Regions from separate parts of the Mus musculus genome. Here regions 1, 2 and 3 are each linked to region 4. The links are chromatin contacts, called in public ChIA-PET, HiChIP or PLAC-seq and Micro-C maps. All regions are on one chromosome and are shown on one strand. The core of a region is the stretch at or near the end of the contact, and the rest is flanking DNA. Distances in the headings are between cores, read along the strand shown.

Region 1 (6,045 bases), core at 567-3,066, 170 kb after region 4:
GCTATACATACAGTACAGGCACCCCGGGCTGGGGCGGCCCAGCCTGAGGGGTCGGGACAAAGTCTCACGTGTTTCTGTAGTTTGTAAACAGCCATGCAGACGGGTTCTGGGTTTTCTTACAGGGTGTAAGGTCCGGGCTTTCCATTTAGGTGGAGATGGGTGAAGGAGAAGATGTGGTCACTTCTGAGTGCTAAGGATGTTCCTTAACACTCCCAGGATGAGCAGGGGAAGGAGGATTTCTGGTCTTTGCAGACAGACGGTCCAGGTTCCAGGTGATCTGCTTTTCCGGTGCTCCGTTCTAAATATCCACTTACCCAGACTTAACACCGTGTCTGGCTGGAGCCACCAATAAGCGGGACAATCTTCTTAGTTTCAGCTTCAGACACAGCTCTGGGAAGGTTCAGAGAGGGTCTGACCTTATCAGTTCCTAACTCTCCCATCCTAGGGCCTCATGGACAGGCACCAACGTACTCGCCCTAGAGGGAGAAGAGCTAAGTACAGTGGCGCTATGCTAGCTCTCCACAAGTCACCACGGCCTCTGAATGGGGCTGAGGCTCATGGATCCCGGAATGAGACCAGGATGCATAAGACCAGTGAAGCAATAGAGTAAGTGTGGACCAGTTTAAGGGCAGGGGAAGCCGGGGGAGGAACGGAGCTGGCCCCTCTCATGGCCCAGTTCTATAAATTCAGAGTTGTTCCAGTAGGGGGCGCTAGACACTGACTTCACCTCATCCCAGCAGCTGAGTCCACAGCACCAAGGGGAGAAGCAAGGAGTCACTGCCTCCTCACGCTAATTGAAAAGGGAGGGCCTTTGTCCCAGGCTGGTTTTAAGGCTGTTTCTGGAACAACTAAAGGAAAAGAAGCTGAAGATGTTCCCTAGCCCCTTGGGGGTGGAAACATAACTGGCTGGGGGGTTAGGCAAAGGACCTGGTACCCTTACTACTCAAAGCCTACCTAGTGGGCAGTCCACCAAGCTCCCTGGTACTGGGCCGTTGGGGTGAATGCTCTGACCTTCAGGGGCTGTGGGCACCAGGCCCAGGAGTAGAAGACACAAGTGGGCTGCGGGCATGGCTAGTATAAGGCTGCCCGGCATGATATCAGGCCTCAGGATGGAGAAAGGCACTGCGGCATTAGGCGGCCTAGAGACCTGGTCTATCCTAGAAGGTATGCCGGCATGGGCAGGTCCGGGGCAATTGTCAGAGCTGCAAAGGATAGAGAAGGCTATCCCCTCATCTGCAGAGCAAGCAGAGGGAAGGCCCCCACCCCCACCCCACCCCACCCCACCTCCGTGCCAGGAGGGGAGGGAAGAATGGGAAGAAACTTCAAGTCAGTTTCCAGGAGGCAAACAGCAGAACACAAAAATAAAAATCAATATATTAAATGACTGCAGTGCCGCTGACCTTCCCCCCAAAGGAACTGTTTAAACAGCTCCACTGAGGCCCCAGCAGAAGAGAACCTCAAGGAAAGACTGGGCCGGGGCCCCACTGGGATTGGCTGTGGGTGAGCGGCAGGACTCAGCTGCTTACATCTGGTTTCCATGGTTACCTGAGAACTACCTTGGTGGGCTCAGAGGCAGGTGAAGCGGCTCCGGAGGTGGGGCTAGGAGACACAGAGGAGGCTAGCTCACTGGAAGATAGATGGGGGCTTCTCCCTGCTTCTCCCTCGGTCTCAACCGAGGCTGAGGGCCTGGGGGAGGGGCAGGGCTGGCTCAGCAGGAGACAATGTGGCCAGTTGAGAGGAAGGCTTGGGAACAGGTGGAGCAGCAGCTTGGGGAATCGTGCCCTTTGGCTTCACAGCTTGTGTCCCTCCTCCACCTCGTCTTTCTTAGGAGGCAGGGGAGGGACAGAAGGGGTGGTGGAGGAAGCAGAGCGAGAGAAGAGCCACACCCTCTGTACTCCGGTGAACTTGGCTGTTCCGGTAAGGTCGGGCCACAGCTTCCTTTCCGTGCTGGGTAGGCTGCTGGGTCTGATCTGACGGTCTAGCCACCTTTAGTCCTAACTTCAAGGGTGGGCTGCTGGTAGCCGCCGTATGCTCCAGAACTTCACTGTCAGGTCACTGGGGAGGACAGAGGGAGGCTGCTCAGCTGTGGGTGTGGACCCTGCTGGTTGCCCCACCCCCACCCCAAAGCAAAGGTTGGGCAAATTTCCCACCTCCCTCACATATGGCTGGGCTAAGGCAGATGCTGCTTAGGACCAGTGAAGACCTCACGGGGAGGGGTACTGGGTAAGGGGAGGGCCCAGGCCATGCTCTGCAAGACCCTGCAAGACTGGTGTCCCAGACTTTCCTGTTGTGTTGTGTCCAGGCCTGAATGCCTCCCCCTGTTCTCTGCCACCTTAGGGTTCTGGCCCACTGCTCATGCTAGCAAGAGGGTCGGGGAGGGTGATCTGTAGGGCCAGGCAGGGCGTGAAGTAAGAAGGTTAAGAGTAAAACAGGCTCATACCGTGAAGAAGCAGCTCAGATCGAGGTGGGGGAAAGACAGGAAAAGGCAAGATGGGAAGAGTGAGAGGGGGAGGGGGAAGGTCAGGGCAGGGTGGTGGCGCGGCCCTTTATGGCCAGGACTCGTCGAGGAAGGCAGGGGGTGAGTCCAGGGACGTAATTCCACAGCTTTACCCGGCAGTCACTATTTGAGGGGGGGTGGGGGTGGGAGGTAGAGGCAGAGAAGAGAGGTAGGAAGAGATGGGAGGGGAGAGAAGGGACATGGTGGGAACAAGGAGAGAAAAGAAGAAACCCGGCTGAGTAGTGTCCCTGGGATAGAGGGCCTGGCACTGCCTGCACAGGAGCCAGAGCTACAGCTGGAGGGGCAGAGGTGTGGGAGTGGTGCAGGGCAGTCTGTAGCCCTTGGGGGGTGAGAGCCATTTGGATCGCTGCGGGGGGGCAAGTCCTGGCCTGGGGCCCAGTGGCTCCCTGATCCCCTGCCTTTGCAGCACCCAGGACATTGGGTGCCTAGTGCTCAGTGAAGTTGAGCACTAAATATAAAGAGGAGTGCTTGATGGGATCTGTGTGTGGGGACAGCTGCGGAGCCCTGAGCCAGTTGTCAACTTGGTCACTCTAGGAGGGGAGCAAAGCGGCTCTCTCTGCCTAGCACCTACCTGGAGGCCGTGAAGATGTGCTTGCTGTTGGTGCAGATGGCATTGATGGGGCTGTCGTGGCCCTTGATCTCACCAATGGGTGTGAAGTTGTCCACATTCCAGACCTTGATGAAGCCGGCCCGGCAGGCGCTCAGCAGCATGGGCCGGCCGGGTACAAAGGCCAGGGCGCACACCCAGTCCTTGTGAGCGTTGGGGATTTGCTGTGGAAGGACCAGGGCTCATAAGGTGTAGGGAAGAGAGAGGGCCTGCCCCAGGGCCCCAGGAGCACATCACCCCTCCTGCTAGCCATGGAGGAATGCCGCCTGGCTCCGGACAGCTCTAACATGCAGATGGACCCTACCATTCCCAGGAGCCAGGCTGGGGGGATTCCAAAGCACAGATGGGTTCTTCTCCCCAGGTCCCACATTCTAAATCTGTGCTGCTGGAGAAATCTTCAGCCCACAGGAGAGCTAGGCTAAAGTCAAGTGCTCCCACAAAGAACTGGGCACAAGGGCTTTGTCAAGAGCAGGGTATAGCAGGGTATAGAGGGCCCCAGCGGAATCCCCGCAGGCTGCAGGGAGAGGGGCGTGGAGGTAGCAGGGAAGAGGGTAGATAGCAGGCAGTCTTGGAGGGGCTCTGCTAAGGTCTGCCTGTGGCCTTGCCCTGGCACACTCCTCCCTTCCCTTCCCCAAACCTGGATGAGCTCCTGCTGGTCCAGGTCCCACTTCTTGATGCCATTGTCTCTGGAGCCACTGAAGAGTATGTCTCCTTGGATAGCCAGGCATTCAATACCATCATAGTGAGGGGGCTCAAAGTTGTGGGTTGGGCCAATGGTGCCCGTCACACAGTCGCCCAGCTGGAACATCTGCAGACGAGGAGGGGCAGAGCTCAGACAGGGGCATGATCAATTGGGGCAGGCCTGGAGTACTGTGGGAAGGACACTGCCATAGTCCCACGACCCCATCTCCATTTATTTGTTCCCTTTTACTTTCTGGCTACCGAAGTGTCCAGCCATACCCATAGAGAGCAAACTAAATCACTGGGTCCTGTGTACTTCGTATTTCCCCCAATCTATCATTTTAACGGTTGCATCATCTCCCATTCAGAGGTTCTACCTGCATTCCTCACACACTGAGGTCGTTACTTTTCACCATTTACAGATTAATTCTATCTACACATCCTCCTGTCTTCTCCAAGACGCCCTCTCAAGCGGCCGTTCCCGGAAGTCTCACTGGGTTTTACGTGTTCCCGGTAAACAGCACCGCTTAAGCTTCAGAGCAGAGGTGGCCACAGCTCGTGTCAAGGCAGTTGTAGGTACCTTCACATAGTGGTCCTTGGAGCCCGTCACCACGAGGTCATGCTGGTTTGAAGTCTGGGTGACTGTTAGGCACATCACTGGGCCAATGTGGCCAGTCAGTTTGCCAATGGGCTGGAACCTGCAGTAGGGAGAGGCCCAGGCAGGGATAGTATGGTCAGAGGGCACTTACATCGGATCAGGGGACTGGAGGGAATCTGATCAGGAATAGATAATCCTGGCCACTCTACTCTGTCTCCCCTTTAAAGCAAGATCAAGGACCAAGATTTTCAGCGGCAGAGGACAAGGTCATAGAGTGGGGGATTGGAGGCACAGTTGAGGTGCTGCCCACCCAGGAGTGGGCCACCCCATGCAGAGGCCTGTGGACCTTCCCTGGGTCTCTTCTCTAGCTCCGTCACCGACCTGTTGAGCTCCCAGATGCGGACAGCATTGCCAGAGGCAACGTATAGCATGGAGCCTGAGGGGCTGAGGGCCATCTGGTTGATCTGATGTTCCCCCTGGGCACTGGTGATGGCGCGGGTGGATGTGGCTATGCACGCATCTCCTGAGATCACCTGGCCTGAGGACCTACCCAGAGGGGGGAAAAGCAAAGCCAGAGGTCAGTAGAGTCTACCCACAAAGGCCGGGAAACGAAGAAAACATCACACAGGCCAGCTCAGAAAGCCACTTCTTCCAGGATGCCTCCTTCCCTATCTGGGAAGAACAGCTTCCCCTAAAAACAGGGCCAAGGAGAGAGATTGACTCAATTCGACATTTTTCTACGACCTGTCGGTGTGCGTGGGTAGGTTTGAATAGCCTGTTAAGAGTCCAGGGAGAGGCTCTGAAGCTGGCTGGTTCATGTAGAAATCACTTAACTTCTCCGTGCCTGTTTCCTCATCCCAGCCCCCAGACTTCATTAAAATAAATAAATAAATAAATAAATAAATAAATCTATAAATAAGGACAGCTTTAGGCTTACAGCAGAACTGGGTGGAAGGTGGAGCTTTCCCATTCGCGTCTTTCTTTCCCACTGTGCATGGCCTCCCCCATTGTCAGTGCCCCGCGCCCCACAGCGTCCTGTGCTACAGTACGCGAACCTATAATGGACCCAACATCACCCAAGCTCATCGCATACAGCAGGGCTCACTCTGGGTGTTCTATAGTCTGCAGATTCAGTCAAATGCGTAACGTTATCTGTGACTACTGCATCATGCAGAATAAATTCAGGGCCCTAAATACCCTCTGTGTCTGTTTTCCAGCTGTCAAGTTAAACAATTTGTGATTTATAGTGGACACATAAGGACAAAACCTGACTTCTGGAAGGTTTGTGTCCTTACAAGCAGGAACATGCTATGCTGGGTGGCACATCTGTGTGGCCTGGCTTTGGAGGCTGCTGCCATCTGCTGGTCTTTGGGATCTATGCAGGCCATCTCAAATGGTTGAGCTTGGAGGACTGAGATAGGCCAAAGGATCTTCGTGCTCACCCAATCAGGCTGTGCTGTGCTTATTGGTCACCGCAGCAGGGAAGGAAGCACTATTCTCAAGTAGTGGTAGACTTACGTGAGTGTCCGAATGCACTTGGCTGAGTCCCGGATATCCCACACCTTGATGTAGGAGCTGGACACAGAGAACACCAGCCCCGAGTGGCTGCAGTATTTGATAGAAACCACGTTGTTGGGGTGA
Region 2 (5,806 bases), core at 2,115-4,614, 130 kb after region 4:
ACCGTGGGGCCTGGGGCCCAGCCTGTGGCAGAGAGCTGGCCCCTCATTACTCTAAACTTCTGCTACCCGCTGGATACTTCCCAACGGGGCGCTATGTGATGGTGGCCGAGGGCCACCTGCCGCCGGGCGAGTGGGAGCTGTGTCGTGCAGCCGTGGGTGCTGCCTATGACGAGGAAGGTGCACCCCTGCGTTACCAGCGACTGGTACCCTCCCACAGCCGCATTGTGCGCACACCCTCACTAAAGGACAGTCCTGCGGGCCGGGGACTCAGCAAGGCAGCAGTCTCGGAGGAGCTCAAGTGGTGGCATGAACGCGCACGTCTCCGGAGCAGCCGCCCCCACTCGCTCGACCGCCAAGGGGCGTTCCGTGTTAGGAGTCTGCCTCCTGGGAGGGAGAGCTTCGGGCGGGCCTCAGGACCCAGGACACAGGTACAGCTTCCCGTGGGGGGAAGAAATTAGACCAGCAACTACTGGCCGAGTAATCACCAGTTAGGAAAATTAGGCCAAAAGAGGAGAATATTTCCTCTTGGCTTTGGAAGGCACTTCTGCCTTCCCTGGGGGTGCCTCTTAATTGTGCCTACTGTGTTTAGTGTCTAGCGCAAGAGTGCATACCAATGTGCCCTGGTAGAGATTGTCCTCACAGATAGCTCAGAGATTCCCCCTAATGGCTTCACGGATGATCCACAAACCAGATAAACTTCCTCAGAACCGAATTGCAACCCAAATTAACCCTTGGAATTTACTGACTCTAGGGCCCAGGGGCAAAGGGAGAATCTGGAAAATGGGTTTATAGAAAATAACTCACTGTCGCCAGGCTGGGAAGGAGATGGTCTCACAGTTGACAGCTAGAGACTACCAGGTTCTGATTCTAACTCTATGGTCCTGTAGGTTACTTAACGCTTAGGCTTTTGTTTCCCCCTCTAAAAGATGGGCGTAGTAAATGACCTCTCTCATTCATGGGTTGGATCAGAGGCTGAAATGGTTAAAGCAATATATGAGAGTCCTAGATCAGCAATAGCTCTATCACGGGGGCTCCCAGAGGGTGGTGTCTGTGTGTGTGTGTGTGTGTGTGTCTGTGTGTGTGTGTGTGTGTGTGTGTGTGTGTGTGTGCGTGCTAGGTTGTATCGGAAGTAAGAAGGATTCTGAGCACTCTGACTTCGGGTAGGGGTGCAGCCTTGGTTTCTGTAAGCCCCATTTCTTCATCCTGGAATTGAGGCTAGCCGGCATGAATCCTTTCTTTATTCTCTCATCCGGATTCAGAAGGCTATGCAGGGGACAGACTCTAGAAGTTACCAACAAGCTGCTTCTTTGAGACCCCAGATTCCCAGCAGCCCAGCTGCATCATTCCCCACCCCCACCCCTGATCTTTGGGCTGTTGCAGCTGCCATCTCTGGCTGGGCAGCGCCCTGGCCCAGTCCCAGGCTATACACCCTCTAGCTGACGTGCCTATCCCTTCCTGCGAGCTTAGACCTGCCTTTGGTCTAGGCTTGGCTCATCCCAACCTGTCAGACAGGGACGGTGATGAGACATGAGCCCGGGAAAGGTGGAGAAGAAGGTCAGGGTGACCGTCATACCCCAAAGGACCTGGATCAGGGGTGGTACCTGGGGGGCATCATTCCTGGGGAGGGCAGGAGCAGAGCACCAGGGCTTCACTATCGATGATGGTCTGTGCCTTTAAGCAAAGAGAACGATGTGGCTGAGCTTGCTGCACTGACCTTTCTACCCAGTTTGCTCATCCGCCTCTCCTCTCTCCCTGCCTGTGACAGGTGCCCCCCGTGTACGTACTCCGGAGGTCGACGGACGGGGCCCCAGTGCAAGTCTTTGTGCCTGAGAACGGAGAGATTATCAGCCAAGTGTAACTCTTCTGAACGCCTTGCCTCGTGCGGGAAAAGACTTTTCTATTGGAGCTGGGGTCGAGGACCCCCTCACCCTTAAGTGCTTCTTTCATCTCCCCTCCCCTCATCGCAGGCCGATGATGCAGAGCTGAGACCTTTCGGTTTTTTTACATGTGTTTCCCAGAAGTCCTGACCTGAGGATTTATATCTGTGATTTGTCTTATTCTTTAATAACATGATTATGCTTTATCCCCCAGAGTCTGGCCTTTTGGACTAATGTCGAGCTGGACTAATCGACAGCATTTGTCTCCTTATGTAGGACAAGTGGCATAGAGGGCCCCTTGAGACGTCCCATATGCTCTGGGCCCTCTTTCTGAGATACCTGTTGCTTCTTAAGGCTGGAGGCCGGATGTGGGACTCCCTCAACAGGGACTCTTCCCTTGTTTCCCAGATGCTGGGCAGAACTCTCCTCTCCCCTTCAGGGCACAGGCATTTCTGTCATGGTGTTCTTCCCATACCCTACAGTAGTCCCAACCTCCACTTGCCATATTGTATGGCTTCTGAGCCCCTTCCCCAGTGCATAGATGCCCCCCCCCCAACCCAGTGTATTCTCTGGATCCCTAAGTGCCTTAGATCCTGAGCCACAGAGCTGAGAGACTTCTGAGTGCTAGTGCCTCCCCACACCTGAGCATCCTTCACATTAATTAACTTATTGGTCTTACCTAACAGCTATCTCGTGTGGTTGCACCGTGGCGGTGCCCTCCGTTACAGGGCAACCTTGTGCCAAATACTTCAATAAAATCTGATTGGCCCAGCTGAGGATGAAGGATTCTGTGTGTGTGCTGAGTTGTTTTTTTTGTTTGTTTGTTTGTTTTGACCAAGCACAGAGTGGGCTCCTTGAGATGGCTGCCTGGTTTGGTCATGACTCTAGGGAGCAAGCAGAGTGACAGACAGAAACTCAAGCTGCTTCTCTGAGCACAGGGAATCCAGCAAAGCTCCTCAAGGTCTCCAGAGCCTGAACTTTTAGCTCAACTGTTAAAATCTGGAAAGCCCAGATTCCATTTTCAGCACCCTCATGGCAGCTCCATGGAGTAACCTTGGAAGGCACTTCAGCGCTTTGTGATCCCTTTTTCTCTGGCTTCAGATGGCCCAGGCTCAGTGGTTTGAGGCTTATTTGAAATTGTTCTTGTGGCTGGAAAAACAGGCGTTCCTTGGGTAAGGAGGGGCTCTCCATAAGACCCCTTCTGTGTTTTTGCAAAAGGTGGAGAGGGAGGGGTAGTAGGAGGAGAGGGGTGTTGGAGGGAGGCTGCAACTTTTTCTGCTGCCCTGTAGGGGGTGCTCAGGACTTGAGAGCAGAGCGCCTGCTATGGCTACAGTTTCTGGAGAGCTTGTGGCCTGAGTCTGAGGTAGCAGCTCTGTGTCAGGCAGAGAAAGGGGTCTCTGTTTTGCCTGTCCCTCTCCACAGTCAAGGAAGAGGTAGGTCACAAAGGGCCAGGCAGATGGCTATGCAGGGGTGACGCCAGTGCTGCACTTGGTGGCCAGCCCTAGAGACTGTAGGAATCTGGCTTTCAAGGACCTGGCTTTATTAGGCTGGGGGTTGTTCCATGCTAGGGGTTGGGTGGGAAGGGAAGAGAGTTCCAGGGCCTCTAGAGAAGCTGTGGGCATCCTTATCTCAGACCTGAACATCAATGTAGCTATTAACTGTGGCCAGTAAGGACTTGATTTTGGATGTAACTTATTTTGTGGTAAGTTTGAACTTTATTTTTCCTGTGTTGGGGATGGAACCCAGGGTTTCACACTTGTCAGGCAGGTATTTGGTTTTGTGTTTTAGCCATCTGTCATCTGTTAGGCCCAGAAAAATACATTTTAGGGTTTTTTTTTTTAAATGTATATGGGCGTACCATGTGTGTGCAGTGCCCACTTTGGCTAGATGAGGGCATCAGCTTCCCTGGAACTGGAGTTACCGTGAGCACTTTTAACCGTTGAGCCATCTCTCCAGTTCCCACCCCCAATTCCAGGTAAAGCTTGATCAGAGGGTTCTGTTGTAATAATCTTTCTAGGTGGCAAAGAGGTTGAAGTATCTATATATCTATATAGCTATAGATATATAGATATGGGAGGCTGTTAAGAAAAAATGGGGGATAGCTAAGTTCTTGTAAGCAGCCAGCCTTGAAATGTGCCAGTGTGAGGAACTGGTTGGGCATAACTCCTTTCAGTTTCAGTCCATAGGCTAGCTCTACACCTGAGCATCCATGTCTGGGAGTTGCAGGCACGTTAGAGTCCTTAGCCTCCCCTCCTGGATGGCAGAAGGGACATCCTAGAGAATGGGAAAGAACCCTCTGCTAAGAACAGCTTCAGAACCTGACCTTAAGACATCAGAACCACAGATAGAAACTTCCCTGGGAGCCAGCTTGAGTCTGAGATTGCCACAGGAGATCCTTGGCTGGTGCCTGCATGACCCATAAGGAGTCAGGGTTCTTCAAGGGGGGTTGTGCACTTTCCCCAGAAACAGGAGATAAAATGGGAAACTAGCAAACAGGACCTAGCATGGGCACTGTCCAGTCAGTTCTTGTGGTTCTGTTTTGTTTGTTTGTTTGTTTTTTCTCTTCTCTTCTCTTCTCTTCTCTTCTCTTCTTTTCTTCCCCCTCCCCTTTCCCCCCTCCCCTCCCCTCCCCTCCCCTCCCCTCCCCTCCCCTCTTCTTTTCTTTTCTTTTCTTCTTTTCTTTTCTTTTCTTTTCTTTTCTTTTCTTTTCTTTTCTCTTCTTATTCTGCCCTCATGCCATGGATAAATGCAGAGCCTCAGGACATGCTGAACAAGTGTTCTGCTATCTCCAACCCTGTCCTTGTAAATGGTCAGGCTGCCTCCTGCAGCCTTCCCCTATACTAAACCTGCATCACTAAGAAGACCAGACTCTCATCAGGCCTGACTGCTGGTCTCATTACAAGCTGTTGGATCCTGTCCTGGGTGGGCAAATGAATCTACACTCCGAGGAGAGAAATCTGAACAGAGTAACATTTCGGTCATCGATGTACGATGTCTTGTTAGAGCCAAGTTTATCAGGTAAGCAGTTTTCTGTAGGCCTGGGTATCACTAATCTTACTGAGGCAGTTTGGAAGTGATAATGGCTCCCTGGCCCTTGCTAGAGATGTCACTCTAAGGGCTATCCCTTTCATAACTACTCTCTAAGGCCTGCTCCTTCTGCAGGCTCATCTCCCTCAGAGGCCTGGAGCTTAGCTGGGCGTTGATATGGTCTGAGATATTGAAAGCTCACCTAGAGGCAACTAGACGTTCAGTGGAGCCCTAGATGTTTAAAGCCTGTAGGTAGTATGGAAAGATCTTTCCATACTACCTACAGGCCAATAACCTCTTAACCAACACTTGATTTTTAGACTAGAGGTGTCCAAATTCCAAGTTCTTATAGCCCTAATCCTTTAAAATTTAATTTCACTTTATTTCTTTACCATGTGTGTGCATACACATGTACAATGTGCATGCATGCCATGGCATATGTGTGGAGGTCAAAGAACAACTTCCAGGAGATGGGTCTCTCCACCACATGGGTCTAGAACATTAAGCTTAGACTGTCAGACTTCTTGGCCAGCTGGATAACCTGCTGTGTTATTCTGTTGGCCTTTGCCTCCTTCCCTCTCCCTCCTCCTCCTCTTTCATTTCCTCTTCCTCTTCCTCCTTCTCTTCCTCCTCTTCCCTCTTCCTCTTCCTCCTCCTCTTCTAGACAGAGTCTGGCTAAATTACTCAAGCTTGTGATTCTCCTGCCTCAACCTCCTGGTTAGGATTACAAGAATGTGCCACCACGTCCCAACCCAAAGCCTATTTATATCTGCACTCTAATGCCAGGTAGACATCTCAGAATCAACATGGCCCATGGCCCAAATGAACCCTGGCTTTGTTACCCTCTTCAGATACCCTCAGGTCAACAAACGACAACCCAAGACTTCTAGTCTCTCAGACCA
Region 3 (5,846 bases), core at 2,813-5,312, 230 kb after region 4:
GAACAGTTCAAGGGACCTTTTGACTCTGAAAGTCAAGTTGGCCTGAAGTGACATAACTCTTAAAACGTTTGCCTGTGTCCCTCCTTAGCGCCTTGTTTTCTGAAACTTGAAGCAGCAGACAGAGAATACATTGCCTTAAGCAGAATCAGTGTCAGGAAGGTCAAGGGAGGATGCAGAGAAGGCTGAAAAGACCTTTCTTCTCCTCTCTGCTCTGTAATCTCCAAAGTAAGTTGGAGAATCCAAAAGGAAGGCTCAGACTGAGTGGAGCAAAGAGCTTAAGTCATAAACAAAATTAGAAAAAGCCCAGAGGGCCAGTGGCAGTGCTTCACGCCTTTAATTCCAGCACTTGGGAGGCAGAGGCAGGAGGGTCTGGGAGTTCAAGGCCAGCCTGGGCTATATAAAGTGAGTTCCAGGGCTACACAGAGAAACGCTGTCTTAAACAATAACAAAACGAGATAAAATAAAAAAGAAAAGGCCCAGAGGAAGAAGCCTTGGTCATAGCTCCCTACCCCTGGGCTGATGTGGGTCCCTGGTGCTAGAGGTGGGTGATGGGGGTAGGGCGTGGTAACATCAAATCATATGTTTTCAGTCTGAGTGAGTCTTTGCCCCCCCCCCCACACACACACATAGAAGAGACGGTGAGAGGGGCCTGCCTGCAATAGAGCCGGTGAGAGAGGCATGTCTGCAATAGAGACGGTGAGAGGGGCATGCCTGCAATAGAGCCGGTGAGAGGGGCATGCCTGCAATCCCAGTACTTGGATACTAAGGGGAGGAAGTTTGAAACTTAGGAAGTGTGACATAGGCAGACCTTGTCTCAAAAATGAAATCAACACAAAACAATCAGAATGCTTTGCACAGGAAGTTCATCTTGGTGAGCTGGCATCCAGGCAGTTCTGGGTGGTCAGAACAGGTGTGAACAGCTTCAGAACAAAGGCCAGCAACAGGAGCATGCTGTGATGCCACCCAGGATTCTTGAGCGGTCAGCCCAAGGCTGGGAAGAGCAGGGGACAGTCTCTGTAAGACACCTGGTGGGGAGTCCAGGTCAGCTCCAGGAGCCGGCATCTCCTACATTTGGAAGCCAAATAAACCCTTCCCTCCCCAAGTTGCTTTAGCTATGGTGTCTCATCGCAGCAATGGAAACTTACTAAGACACGAGCCTTGCACAGTTACATCTGTACCCCAAGGCTAAGCTGAACTAGACTTGACAGAGCAATGTCAACTCCCTGACCCTCATGTGACACAGCAGTCACTGGGTAAGACTCAGTTTCCAAGGTTGCTTTAACAACTTTAGTAGGGTCATTTCTCTCCTTTCCAAAAAGCAGGTGATGGGGCTGGCGAGTAATTCAGTGGTAGAATCCTTTCTTAGCATGTACAGGGCCCTGGATTCAATCCCTATCACCACAATAAATAAACCCTGAAAGAGCAGGCCCTGTTCAGAGCAGGCCCCAGGGCCAGAGGCGAGAGCTCTTGTGACTTTGATGGGATGGCACCTGAGCACACTTTTTCTGGATTTTCCATGGAGGCTCTGAGCTCTGCACCGTCCTATGGGAGAGGCTCCCCTCATCTCTGCAGTCTTTGCGTGCATTTTGTGCCCACTTCTCCTGCAAATGGCACTCCTGCCCCTCTGGCACAGTCCCCACTCAGCAGCTGGGTACCAAATCTGCACGGAACTGTCAAGAACGTTGGTGCCTCCCAGTGACAGAAGGGCCCCCTGTCCCTATGGTACATGGACTCTGTTAGGTGGTCCTCCTAAGGGGACGTCTGTTTTAGCTGAAACCTGCTCACTCAGCACCGTTCCTCCGTCATCCTTTCCTCTGATGGAAACCACTCATCAGGTGAGGTGAAGCCCGGTAGAGGACGGGATTTGCACACGATGAATTAGAACATTGTATATCTCGATAGGAAATTGCTTGAACTTTTCAAAGGGACGAAGACTTAGTTTCTCCGGGCCTGTGTACACCTGTAGCTGTCAGTCAGGATAGGAGGGTAGTGTAGACCTGACAAATAGTGTATCCGTTAAGAACATGGAATGCAGTGCCAAAAGGCCTAGGTTTAGCTCCCTTCTGGGCCTCTTGGTAGCTGCACAGACTTAGGTCAGAGATCTCGGTGTCACAGTTGCAAAATAAAGAGAACTGTCTCTCTTTTTAACTGCTAAGAAGGCTAAATACATTAATATGTAACGGAAACCATTGAAACAAGATTTTGTTATATAGTTTTCGTTCTGTACATGCTAAATGCCATACAAGACACTTGGCTCCTTCATCAAAGTCTAACACCCTTTGATAGTATTTTATAGCAAAGGAAATTTTTTTATGTAGGTAGCTATTACCTCACTAGCCATGAGTCAGGTGAAAGGGGGACACTGGAGGCCACAGTGTGGAGTCCCACCTGGTACCTTTGGAGACAGAGGGGTTGTTTTTGTTTTTGTTTTGTTTGAGACAAAAATCCTCATTATATAGCCCTGGATGGTCTGAAACTCAGTCTCTGCTGGACTTGAACTCAGAGAGAACCCCATCCCCTGCCTTTGGAGTGCTGGACTAAAGGGGTGAGCCACCATGGCTGACAAGGTGGAGATGTTTCCTCTCACCTGTTCCTAGCCAACGTGGCTGAAGTGTCTGCTGAGCTGGTGACACAGAGCAGGAGGTGTTTATGCTTCTTAGCTGGTTGTAACACCTGTTTAACAAGCAGTGTCTGGGCCACCAGAGTGCTAGGCCCTAGAGGGGCAGCTTAGGCCCTACACAGGCAGCTGAGAACAAGGCGGGGACAGCTCCAGCTTTCAGGGAACTTAGCCTCTGGCAGGGGTAAACTGCATTCACAGCAGTGCTGCTATGCCTTCTGGATGGGAAAGATGTTTGGGGATGTCTGTGTTTGGGGTGTGGTCTGGGGCGTGGCCTGGGGCGTGGCCTGGGAGTCAGGTTCTAAACAGCTTGGTCAAGTCCTGGGGAATGACAGCAAAAGAGGTTTGAAGGATGGCTAGAGGTCGGTCAGGTAGAGCTCAGGAAGGTTCTAGAGAGGCACACTAGAGCTCAGAGGTGAGCAGGAGCCTCACCTATGTGAGCGCGGTGTCTAGTAATGCTGAGCCACACTTGGAAGATGACACAACCAGGACCCAGTGCAGAGATAGGGAGAGGGTGGAAGGGCTGGTGTGGAGAATGTCTGGAGCAAAGACTCAGCTTTCAGTAGGTCAAAAAGGAAGGAGAGGGGAGATAGGTCAGTGTGATTAGAAGAACTGAGAGGAAGGACCTTCCAGTGACTTCTGTTTATCAGTGAGGTGGATAAGGCAAGCTGCTGGTGCTGAGGTTTGTGGAAACGGGAGGAGTTGAAACTGTTTCACTGACAGGGCATGGGAAAAGAACATGTGGTGTGTGTGTGTGTGTGTGTACTGTGCATGTGTGTGTGTATTTGTGTGTGCATGTGTGTGAGTGTGTGTTGTGTGAGTGCATGTGTATGTGTGTGCATGTGTGTGTGAGTGTGTGTGCATGTGTGTGAGTGTGTGTGTATGTGTGTGCATGTGTGTGGGTGTGTGCATGTGTGAGTGTGTGAATGTGTGTGTATGTGTGTGTGAGTGTGTGTGTGTGTGTGTGTGTGTGTAACTGCTTCACTGACAGGGCACCAGGAAGCTTTGGGGCCTAGCTGGGTCTAGGACCCTATGTACAGGTCACCAAGTGTCACCTCTGCCCTGTGCTATGCACATCCTGGGGCAGGACCCAGAAGTTCAGAAGCCCATTGTGGACTTTGCCAGGAGGCTGACAGCAGGGCAGCCTTGTTACCACAGCAACAGCCATGGAGCAGGCACTTGGCCCACGATTAATGGAGGAATAGGCAGAAGGAAAGAGTGCCTTGTGAAGGGGAGAGGGCAGGGCAAGGCAGACCCAGTTTTGCCTCGCATTAGCGATACATTACAGGTATATCTTGTCATCTCCCCACACCCCTGTTTCCTCATCTTGAACGTGACTGTGGTGAGAAGTGAGTGGCTTTTGTGTGGAAGGGCTTTGTGAGTACAAGAGGTGCTCCTGAGGCCCTTGGTTAGAGACAGCAGCTGTTAGTCATTGTTAGGTGGTATGGAAGAGGAGCCATGGGAACACATAGCCATAAACTACTGCCACTGAGATTCTAGTTGGCGTTGGCGGTGGACTCTGGCCAAAGTCACAGGGTTACAGCTTCGAAACAGGTTGGCTCTGGTGTAACCAGGGTGTGGCATTTCTTCTAATGCCATCAGAGGGAAAGTGAAGATGGCCTGGTACTCTTCTGCAAGGCCCAGGTTCTCTGAGAAAGGGGGTAGAGGGAGTTCCAGATGTTCTAAAACAATAAAATAAAACAGGCAAGCAGAAGCCAGGTGCCAAAGTCAGGCCTGGAGACTTTAATGTCCAGCTAGATAGAGTGGCTTTATGACAGACAGACCCTGGCACCGATCAGGCCTTTGTGAATGGCCACACAAGCCCTGCCGAATCCTGCTTCTTGCTGATGAGGAGAAGGGCCGGCCCTGCCCACCCATGGCCTCCTGCCTGGTTGAGGTGGTTCCCGACCACCGCTACTCAGTCCATACAGCTGGCTACTGAGGGGCCAGGGGAGGCTGCTAAGCTGGGCTAACCTACTTCTCCACTCCAGCACTTTCTGGCTTTTGGTCATGGTATTTCTAAGCTTGTGTCATTCTGTATAGGCCTCACATCTGGGAGTAATAAGGGTCGTTTGGGAGCCCCAACGCAGATTCAGGCGGCCCAGGGGAGGACCTGAGGCTCAAGGCTCCCAGGGCACGGCCCCGCCCTCTGGGGATTCTTGCTTCAGTAGCTCTGTTGCTGCCACCTCGACTTCCTCTGGTTCCATCTGGCAGGCATCTGCCAGGGCCTGGCCTGTTGCCATGACGAAGTTAGCATCTGCTGCTAAGGAGTCTAGTCCTCCTCGAACCAGAGCCTGCAGTGGGAGGAGGATGTTGGGTGGGTCTTCCAGGCAAATTGTCTTCTGCACCCCACCCCCATTGGTCCTACTCTTCCTCCAACGACAGACTATTACAAGGCCACTCCTGAGTATGCCGCTCTGTTCCAGCCCCACCTCACCTCCTGGATCAGCATGGCAGTAGCTGGAGCCGTGCACCTGTGAGCCGAATTCCTGGGAACGTGCTCCTCAAAGTTCCTGCTGTTGGGTGTTTCCAGAAACCGTGACGTGGGGCCCTTTCCCTCTTTCTGCACAGGATGCTCTGCCTGGGAGAGCTGTCTCAAACACAGAAAAGCAAAGACACCCCCAAACAGATATGCTAGAACTAACAGACACACTGGAGCCCATAGCTCATCCAAGGGAGTCTCCACCAAAACCCACAGACTGAGGACGATGCAGGAACACAGGATCCTTCTGTTATGAATGGGCTGCTACCCACAGGGCTCTTCCCCTGCCAGGCCAAGTGGGGTCTATATGGCGCTTCCTCCCAGGCTTTTGCCCCTGTTACCTGGCACGGGGAAGGAGGCACCTGGCCTTCAGGCATTCCTCTCTGGGTCATCGGTCTTTTCAGTTTGTCCACATGAGATCTGCTGTGAGGTCCTGTGGGCCAAGGAAGGCAAGGTCAGTGGGGCTGCCGACCCCTGATGGGGGGAGTCATCAGAGTCTTGCTTGGGCAGCTACAGCAGGTAGTTGAGAAGGTAGACACACGTTGAAACCTAAGCAACTCCAGGCCAGACAGAACTGGCTCAGCTCTCCCTGCCCAGCACTTTGTCCTTATGGTTTGGGGGAGGCTGAGGGGTAGACTTGCCAGCAAGCTCTTGCTCAGTATGGCTATGTGTGTTGGCAAGCAAGGGAGTACCCTCACTGTTACTGAACCCCAGAAATCTTGGGGCTGCTACCGTCACACAGTGATC
Region 4 (6,183 bases), core at 3,610-6,109:
CTTCCCTTTTGCACTTGCATCTCTAGCTTGGCTGGAGGCTCCTAGTTCCTGCTCTCTAATCTCCCTTAAACTTTCTGCACCATAAAGCTTGGTTGGAAGTAACTGCAGCTCTAAAGATTCAAAGCATGGATGCCAGGCACATGACTGGTTTGACCTTCATTTGTAATCTGGGAAGATATATAGATGCTGTCTCCATGGTAACTGTTGACACAGGAAGTTCCTTAGATGTTGCCTGGGCCCACCTACTTTTATAGCAGTGGAAATCTGAAAGCAGAGGAACTGTTCGGGCAATCACACAGCACAAATAAAGAGCAGTGCTGGCCTGGGGCTTTACTCGTAGCCCAGTAATGTTCCAGTTACCCCCAAACACTCTTACTTGCCTTCAATGGTGTTTAAAGATGATGGTCGCTTGACTTGTTACCAGTGACTCAGGGAAGTTGGTCTGCATAAGGAATAAATAATTTGTTATAGGATCTGTGGAACTCCAGTGCTGGACCTGGGAACCTGGAGGTAGGTTTCTCCCTTCTGTGCAGACACTGATTCATGGTGTGGCTCTGGGAAGTTCTGTGGCCTCTGTATGTTCCTGTCATTCCACACACACACTAGAACTGTTGTCAAGATTAATGAGGTAATTCTTGTAAAAGTTTGTTAGTTCTTTAGATGAGAGCCACAGCTGCATCTAGAGATGATGCATGGCAGATGCCTCTGTCTCACACTGGCTTCTCAGAGGCAGTTAAACAGCCAACTAAACCCATTAATATCATCGATTAGCTAAGAATTCCCTCACATCCCTTTACTTGGTTAGTGTGTGTGTGTGTGTGTGTGTGTGTGTGTGTGTGTGTGTGCTTGTGGTAGAACCTAGGAGCCTGTGCATATTGAGTGATCTACCACTGAGTTGTATCTCTAATCCCTATTCTTTTTTTTTCTTTTAATAAAAATTGTATTTACTTAGAAGCATTCAGAATGTCAACAAAACAGCCCCATTTTTTTTTCAACTACAGAGTGGTATTCAGTTAACAGAATCCCTATTCTTAACCTAGATGATCCAGTTTATTTATAACCTAGCTCCTAAATTTCAACAACCTAAGGTCTTCTAGTGACTTAAGCCTTCCCAGTGGTTTCATCTACCTAATGGGGATAGTAGGGCTGTGATGAGATTAAATAAGTTAATGTACGTAGAGCCCAGTCTGGTGCATCCACGTGCCCAGTAGCTGCTTCTCTGTAACTATGAACGGATATATGGATCTGATTGAGATCTCTCTCTCTCTCTCTCTCTCTCTCTCTCTCTCTCTCATGATTTAAAATATTTCTCCCTCTCCTCTCTGTCTCTCTCTGTCTCTTTGACTCTTCCTCTCCCCTCCTTCTTGCCCTCTCCCACCCTCTCCTTTCTTTTTGAAGAGAAAGATCTTGTGTGACCCTGGCTGGTCTTAACCTCATACCTCTCCCAGGATAGTCTTGAACACCTGATCTTCCTATCTACACTTCCCAAGGGCTGGGATTCCTGCTGTGCTCCCCCAGATCCAATGCTGAAGGTCAAATCCAGAGCTTCTTATGTGCTAGGAAGTCAACTGAGTGAGACTACAGTGAGGTTTTCTGTGGGGTAAATAACAAGGCTGTTAACCTCTGGTGACACAGACCTGGCAATGAAGAAAGCCAGGCTGTTAGATCCTACAGGCTCCATGTTTCCATTAAGAATTTGGTGTCAGCCAGGTGGTGGTGGTGCATGCCTTTAGATCCAGCACTCAAGAAGCAAAGGCAGGGGAAATCTCTGTGAGTTCGAGGCCAGTCTGGCCTACAGAGTGAGTGCCGGAATAGGCAGAGCCACACAGAGAAACCCTGTCTTGAATAACCAAAACAAGCAAACAAAAAATTTTGGTGTCATTGTCTCCTCCTTGTTTTCTTTCTTTTCCTTTTTGTTTTTCTTGTTTCTGAGATGGGTCTCATGTAGCTCAGGCTGGTCTTGTACTTGTTATGTAGCCTAGGATGGTATTGAACTCCTGGTCTTTCTGTCTTAATCTCCTAAGTGCAGTGCTGGAATTGTGAGCCTGTGCCAGCGTGCCCAGTTTAGGAAGCCGCTTCTTCAGCTGTCTTGTTCAATATGGACTCCTCAGCACTTGGGAGCTCCATCAGTAGGGGCTGATGAGTGAATGAATACACTTCTACATCTATTCAAAGACAGAGCTTGATGATGACTACAAGGAAAGAAGTCTGCTTGGCGTTTCAGGATTTCCAGGAAACTGGGAAGGGAGCAAGATAGAGAAGGGAGCTGTGTGTGCATGGGAATCAGAGCCTAGGAGGACTGACACCCCAGACCTGGAGGTAAAAAGCAGAAGGCATCTGTGCAGCTGGAAGAGCAGGCCCAAAGAATCGCCTGGCTTTGGTTTTTGCTTCAAACAAAGTCAGTTGTCTTCAGAAGGTAGAGGAGAACATTTCTTCTCGACAGCGATAGTCCACAGAGACTTCTAGCCTTAAAAGGGATCATTCTGAAGGTGTCACAAAGAACACCCTATTAGAGTGTCTGCCGCCCTGAAAATGAATCCTCCCTCTTTGTACTCAGGGTGTTTCCCTGTTAATAACAGGCTCCAACTATGACCCCAAGTTGTTTCACAGCCTCCCTCAGAGTAAAAGCTGCTCATTGTTCCCAAGCTGCCCTCCCTCCTCATTGCTAAACACACTCCTTCCCAATTGGGGTCATAGTAATGCTATCCTCACTAAAGCTTCACCGTTGTGTCGTCCTATCAAGGGACAAGCCAGAGCAACTGCCTTTGTCTCTTCTCTTCCTCATGTAGTCTATTGAGGTTGAAACAGTTTTCAATGAGATTTGACACATATTTGTGGAGAATGCTGCCTGAGCACAGTGCTGGGCTAGAGCACAGGTAACACAAAGCCTGATTGCTGCCTTCGAGAATCTTGCATTTGCTTGTGGATTCACATAACAGACATAATATTTCAGTATCACTTTCTAATTTTTCTAGCCCATAGATTTCTCTTAACTTGGTATGTATGTGCTGGAATCCTGTTGAAGTTGGATTCAAGAACATTATATTGGACAGCAGTCTCTAAGACATCTTCCAAGTATCCCTACCCATATATTTTTGCTGTGATTATTTTTTTTGTCTTTTACAGCATGTACCATATTTATGATATGTTCTCTTTATTTGTATATGTGCTAGCCCCTATTCAGAGAGGGAGCAGGAACCCAGAAGAGTACCCAAGGAGTGGAGACAGAAGACCTGGGTTTGAGTTTGAAGCCAGACTCCAATACAAATGGAAGGAGAAATCTTGGTCACGGCACCTGGTCTCTATGATCCTCAGTCCTACATCTAGAACAGGAAGACAATTAGTGCTTAGTTCATCAAATAAATATGGAAACTAGTTACCATTTGAATGTGCTTTGACAAACCAGTTAATACATTAATTTTTCAAAGGGGCTTGCCCATGAGAAAAACCCTATTAATATTAATTGAATTACTAAAAAAATATGCCAATCACCCAATGGCATATTATTTCTAGTGCCTTTTTTCCTGCTTGGCATTGTTAGTGGGGCTTATCTGTAATGCCTTATTGGGTTCAAGGAGGAGTGTTTCTGGGGATTAAACAGAAATCAAAAGGGAGGGGCTTGCTCCTGGAGCTGCCCTTTTCGATAGTAGGGATCAAAACGCCTCCCCTCATGTTTCATATGTCTCCCATCTTAACGGCTGATGATAATAGGGAGGCCCTAGTCGTACAAAGTAAGATAGTTCTGGGTTCAGACTGTGACTATGCCTTTACTATATCTGCAATTTAAGAGGCTTTTCTGACTCTTAGCTCTCTCATCTGTAAAATGAAAACCACCCAGGATTACATAAATTAAAATCAGATGTGTTAAAACAAGAAGTGGGGAATTAGAAAGTTAACCAAACTCGGTGTTAACTACAGTAACATTCTCCCTTTGACCCTAGACATTGATAGAGCAACTACTGTGAGGTTTAGCATCATATAGGTGTCAGAGACAAGGCAAGTCAGCTTGAAAGCTAAAGACAGTTGGTGGTTGGAATGCAGTGTGACAAGTTATGACATAAAGGACATACATTGCTCTGGAATCAGTTCTGCACGGGAAGTTGGCAGTATCAGGGAAGGCTTTCTGGAGGGAGTGACTACTGTGGACAGAGACCACAGAGACAGGCAGCGCACAGCTCTGAGAAAGCATACCCATGTGGGGGAACGGAGAGAGTTCTGGCAAGACGAACTGCGACAAATCATAATTGTGGATGTTCTTTGTGGAAGGGTTTATGTTTCTTTCTACGAGGAAACAGAAGGTACCAAAAAACCGGATCCTTCACTTAGAAAACTTAAGTGGGGAGTATCAAGTTAAAACGTCATGACGTGAAATGTATACAGCTTTGGAGAGTTTAAACCTGACCTTCAACCCTGGTTAAACCCCATGGGTGACTTAAGTTACTGCATCCCTCCATAATTTCGTGGTCAACCAGCTGTATCACCTCTCTCAGGGTTACTGCAAGGATTAAATGGGTGTGCAAGGCAAATTCTCAGCAATACGCGTGTGACATAAGCAGCATTTGAAACAAATATCAATTCTCTTGGCTGAACCACGTGTAGCGGGAGGAGAAAAGCCTCTCCTCTCCCTTTCTTTCCTTCCCTCGTCCAGCAGTGTCGGCGGCAGCAGCCCAAAGCTGCGGATGTACAGAACGTCCAATCCAGCGGGCACTGTGCTGATTAATGGATAGGGGCGCGGAGCCCATCGCGGGCGGCAGCGAGGCTGGGCATGCTCAGTGCGCATGGCGGCGCAAGACAGCGGCGGGGGCGGGGCCGGGCGCGCCAGGCGCATGCTCAGTGTTCCCATCTGCTCTTTCCATCCAGTGCCGCAGCCGGAAAACCGCAGCGACGGCGGCGGCGGCGGCTGAAGGGGAGCGAGGCGTCCGGCCACGGGAGGGGTAGCGGAAAATACGAGGACAAGCCCGATAAGGCAGGAGCCGAGGGCCCGTGATTTGATTTGCGGCCTCCCCCAGGCCGCTGCCTTGGCCCTGAGCTGCGCCGAGGAGGCGGGCGGCGGCGATCGGAGCGCCGGAGAAGCGCCGGGCCGCGGGCGGCTCGCGCGCTGCAGCGATTCTGACGTTTTCCGCGGCGGGTCCCGCGGCCCGAGGGGCGGCCGTGAGTGAGGCGGGGCGTGCGCGCTCCGCCATGGCGGGGACACTGTCCGCGACGTGATCGTCCAGGCTGCCCCCGCCCGAGCATTCCGGGCCCTCTCAGCCGCCACCCTCCTGCGAGCCCGTGTGACTAAACGGAGACAAAGGGGAGGCGGAGGGGCAGACCCGGGCCGGAGCGAGCGCGGCCGGGTGCCGCCTCACGTCTATGCCCGGGGCCGCGGCGGCTCCCGCGGGCGGCGGACTCGCGACGAGCACAGCTGAGCTTTTCCGTGCCCGGCGCCCGGGAGGGCCGCGACCGGCGCGGACGATCTGAACTCCTCTCTCCGCCACACCATGTGAAGGCCGTCGTCCCTCCATCCCAACCAGCCGCCGTGAAAGATGGGGGATGCTGCAGACCCGCGGGAGATGAGAAGGACGTTCATTGTTCCAGCCATCAAACCCTTTGACCACTATGACTTCTCCAGGGCCAAAATCGCCTGCAATCTGGCCTGGCTGGTGGCCAAAGCCTTTGGGACAGGTAAGTGGTGTCGTCCCTTTCCTCTTCCTCCCGATGCTGTCCACATCCCAGTTTTTGTTCCTGATTCCAGCCCCCTCCCCCATGTGTATCTTCCGGTACAGGTTTAGGGAGATGACGGGAGACGAGCTCTAGGAGAAAGAAAGAAGGCAGGTTTGGTCTTAAATGAGGTGCCCTTGACTGACGCGGGAGGGGTTGACCGGGTTCCTTTTATTGAATAGCGTGTGTCTAAATTCCGCGAGCAAATTATCGTGTTTTCCCAAAATGGCTCTAATGTGTGGTGTTTTCCTTATTATCTTGCATACGTTTCCCTTTCGGTCATAATTGTGGTTACCATACCAAGAAATCTGAGCTTATTACTGGAAGAAGGTGGGGTACTATATTGATCTTGACATTTGTAATGGTGGTTGCTAGTCAGGCTATGTAGGATGAAAGGTGGTCAGTGTTGAAGTGCAGTATCTTTTGTAGGCGTTCCTTACTCCTCTCACAGCCTTTCATACACATTCCAAATTCTCGTTAAGC

The links. A called contact is a pair of places that touch in the nucleus more often than the background predicts. ChIA-PET counts read pairs in DNA pulled down with a chosen protein or histone mark. HiChIP or PLAC-seq counts read pairs in DNA pulled down with a chosen protein or histone mark.
Region 1: a contact with region 4 is called in a Micro-C map of embryonic stem cells, with 2.0 times the contacts expected there. The contact joins the enhancer-like site here to the promoter of Camsap2 in region 4. A contact is called at or near these places in 6 of 39 promoter capture datasets (embryonic stem cells, hippocampal neurons, pre-B cells and 1 more), 29 of 484 Hi-C or Micro-C datasets (CD4 T cells, the G1E-ER4 cell line, the HL-1 cell line and 10 more), 13 of 115 datasets of contacts at active chromatin or transcription factors (the SCID.adh cell line, T-cell acute lymphoblastic leukemia, differentiating embryonic stem cells and 6 more) and 4 of 9 other capture datasets (adipose tissue, embryonic stem cells, liver and 1 more).
Region 2: an H3K4me3 HiChIP or PLAC-seq map of embryonic stem cells shows a contact between it and region 4, with 13 read pairs. The contact joins the promoter of Mroh3 here to the promoter of Camsap2 in region 4. A contact is called at or near these places in 2 of 39 promoter capture datasets (embryonic stem cells and stem cell-derived epiblast-like cells), 2 of 484 Hi-C or Micro-C datasets (epidermal suprabasal cells and nephron progenitors), 4 of 115 datasets of contacts at active chromatin or transcription factors (embryonic stem cells and pancreatic cancer cells) and 4 of 9 other capture datasets (adipose tissue, embryonic stem cells, liver and 1 more).
Region 3: a contact with region 4 is called in an RNA polymerase II ChIA-PET map of memory CD8 T cells, with 16 read pairs. The contact joins the enhancer-like site here to the promoter of Camsap2 in region 4. A contact is called at or near these places in 4 of 39 promoter capture datasets (the C10 cell line, embryonic stem cells and pre-B cells), 8 of 484 Hi-C or Micro-C datasets (CD4 T cells, CD8 T cells, the G1E-ER4 cell line and 4 more), 6 of 115 datasets of contacts at active chromatin or transcription factors (the SCID.adh cell line, embryonic stem cells, memory CD8 T cells and 1 more) and 2 of 9 other capture datasets (adipose tissue and liver).

The regions. Positions count from the first base shown.
Region 1 is chr1:136,170,047-136,176,091 of GRCm38.p6, reverse strand. It overlaps Kif21b (kinesin family member 21B), which reads right to left. Exons shown (of 35, transcript NM_001039472.2): 30 at 5,923-6,045; 31 at 4,786-4,950; 32 at 4,387-4,504; 33 at 3,763-3,933; 34 at 3,090-3,289; 35 at 1-2,055. The coding sequence ends at 2,001. Among named protein-coding and RNA genes, the nearest start is that of Mroh3, 40 kb to the left of the region's middle. Within about 2 kb of position 1,816, at least 91 of the 459 cell types and tissues checked have an H3K27ac peak or open chromatin away from gene starts, as enhancers often do. A contact at or near this core is called in the G1E-ER4 cell line, differentiating embryonic stem cells, embryonic stem cells and 2 more, where this site is marked.
Region 2 is chr1:136,210,378-136,216,183 of GRCm38.p6, reverse strand. Mroh3 (maestro heat-like repeat family member 3) reads left to right here and starts at 3,364. Exons shown (of 23, transcript NM_001329610.2): 1 at 3,364-3,579; 2 at 4,781-4,895. The coding sequence starts at 4,808. Inava (innate immunity activator) reads left to right here. Exons shown (of 10, transcript NM_028872.3): 9 at 1-428; 10 at 1,766-2,662. The coding sequence ends at 1,858.
Region 3 is chr1:136,118,022-136,123,867 of GRCm38.p6, reverse strand. It overlaps Cacna1s (calcium channel, voltage-dependent, L type, alpha 1S subunit), which reads right to left. Exons shown (of 44, transcript NM_001081023.2): 42 at 5,426-5,532; 43 at 5,055-5,198; 44 at 4,046-4,911. The coding sequence ends at 4,738. Among named protein-coding and RNA genes, the nearest start is that of Gm15850, 10 kb to the left of the region's middle. Within about 2 kb of position 4,062, at least 85 of the 459 cell types and tissues checked have an H3K27ac peak or open chromatin away from gene starts, as enhancers often do. A contact at or near this core is called in CD8 T cells, the G1E-ER4 cell line, the SCID.adh cell line and 3 more, where this site is marked.
Region 4 is chr1:136,344,780-136,350,962 of GRCm38.p6, reverse strand. It overlaps Camsap2 (calmodulin regulated spectrin-associated protein family, member 2), which reads left to right and starts at 4,859. Exons shown (of 18, transcript NM_001347109.1): 1 at 4,859-5,664. The coding sequence starts at 5,526.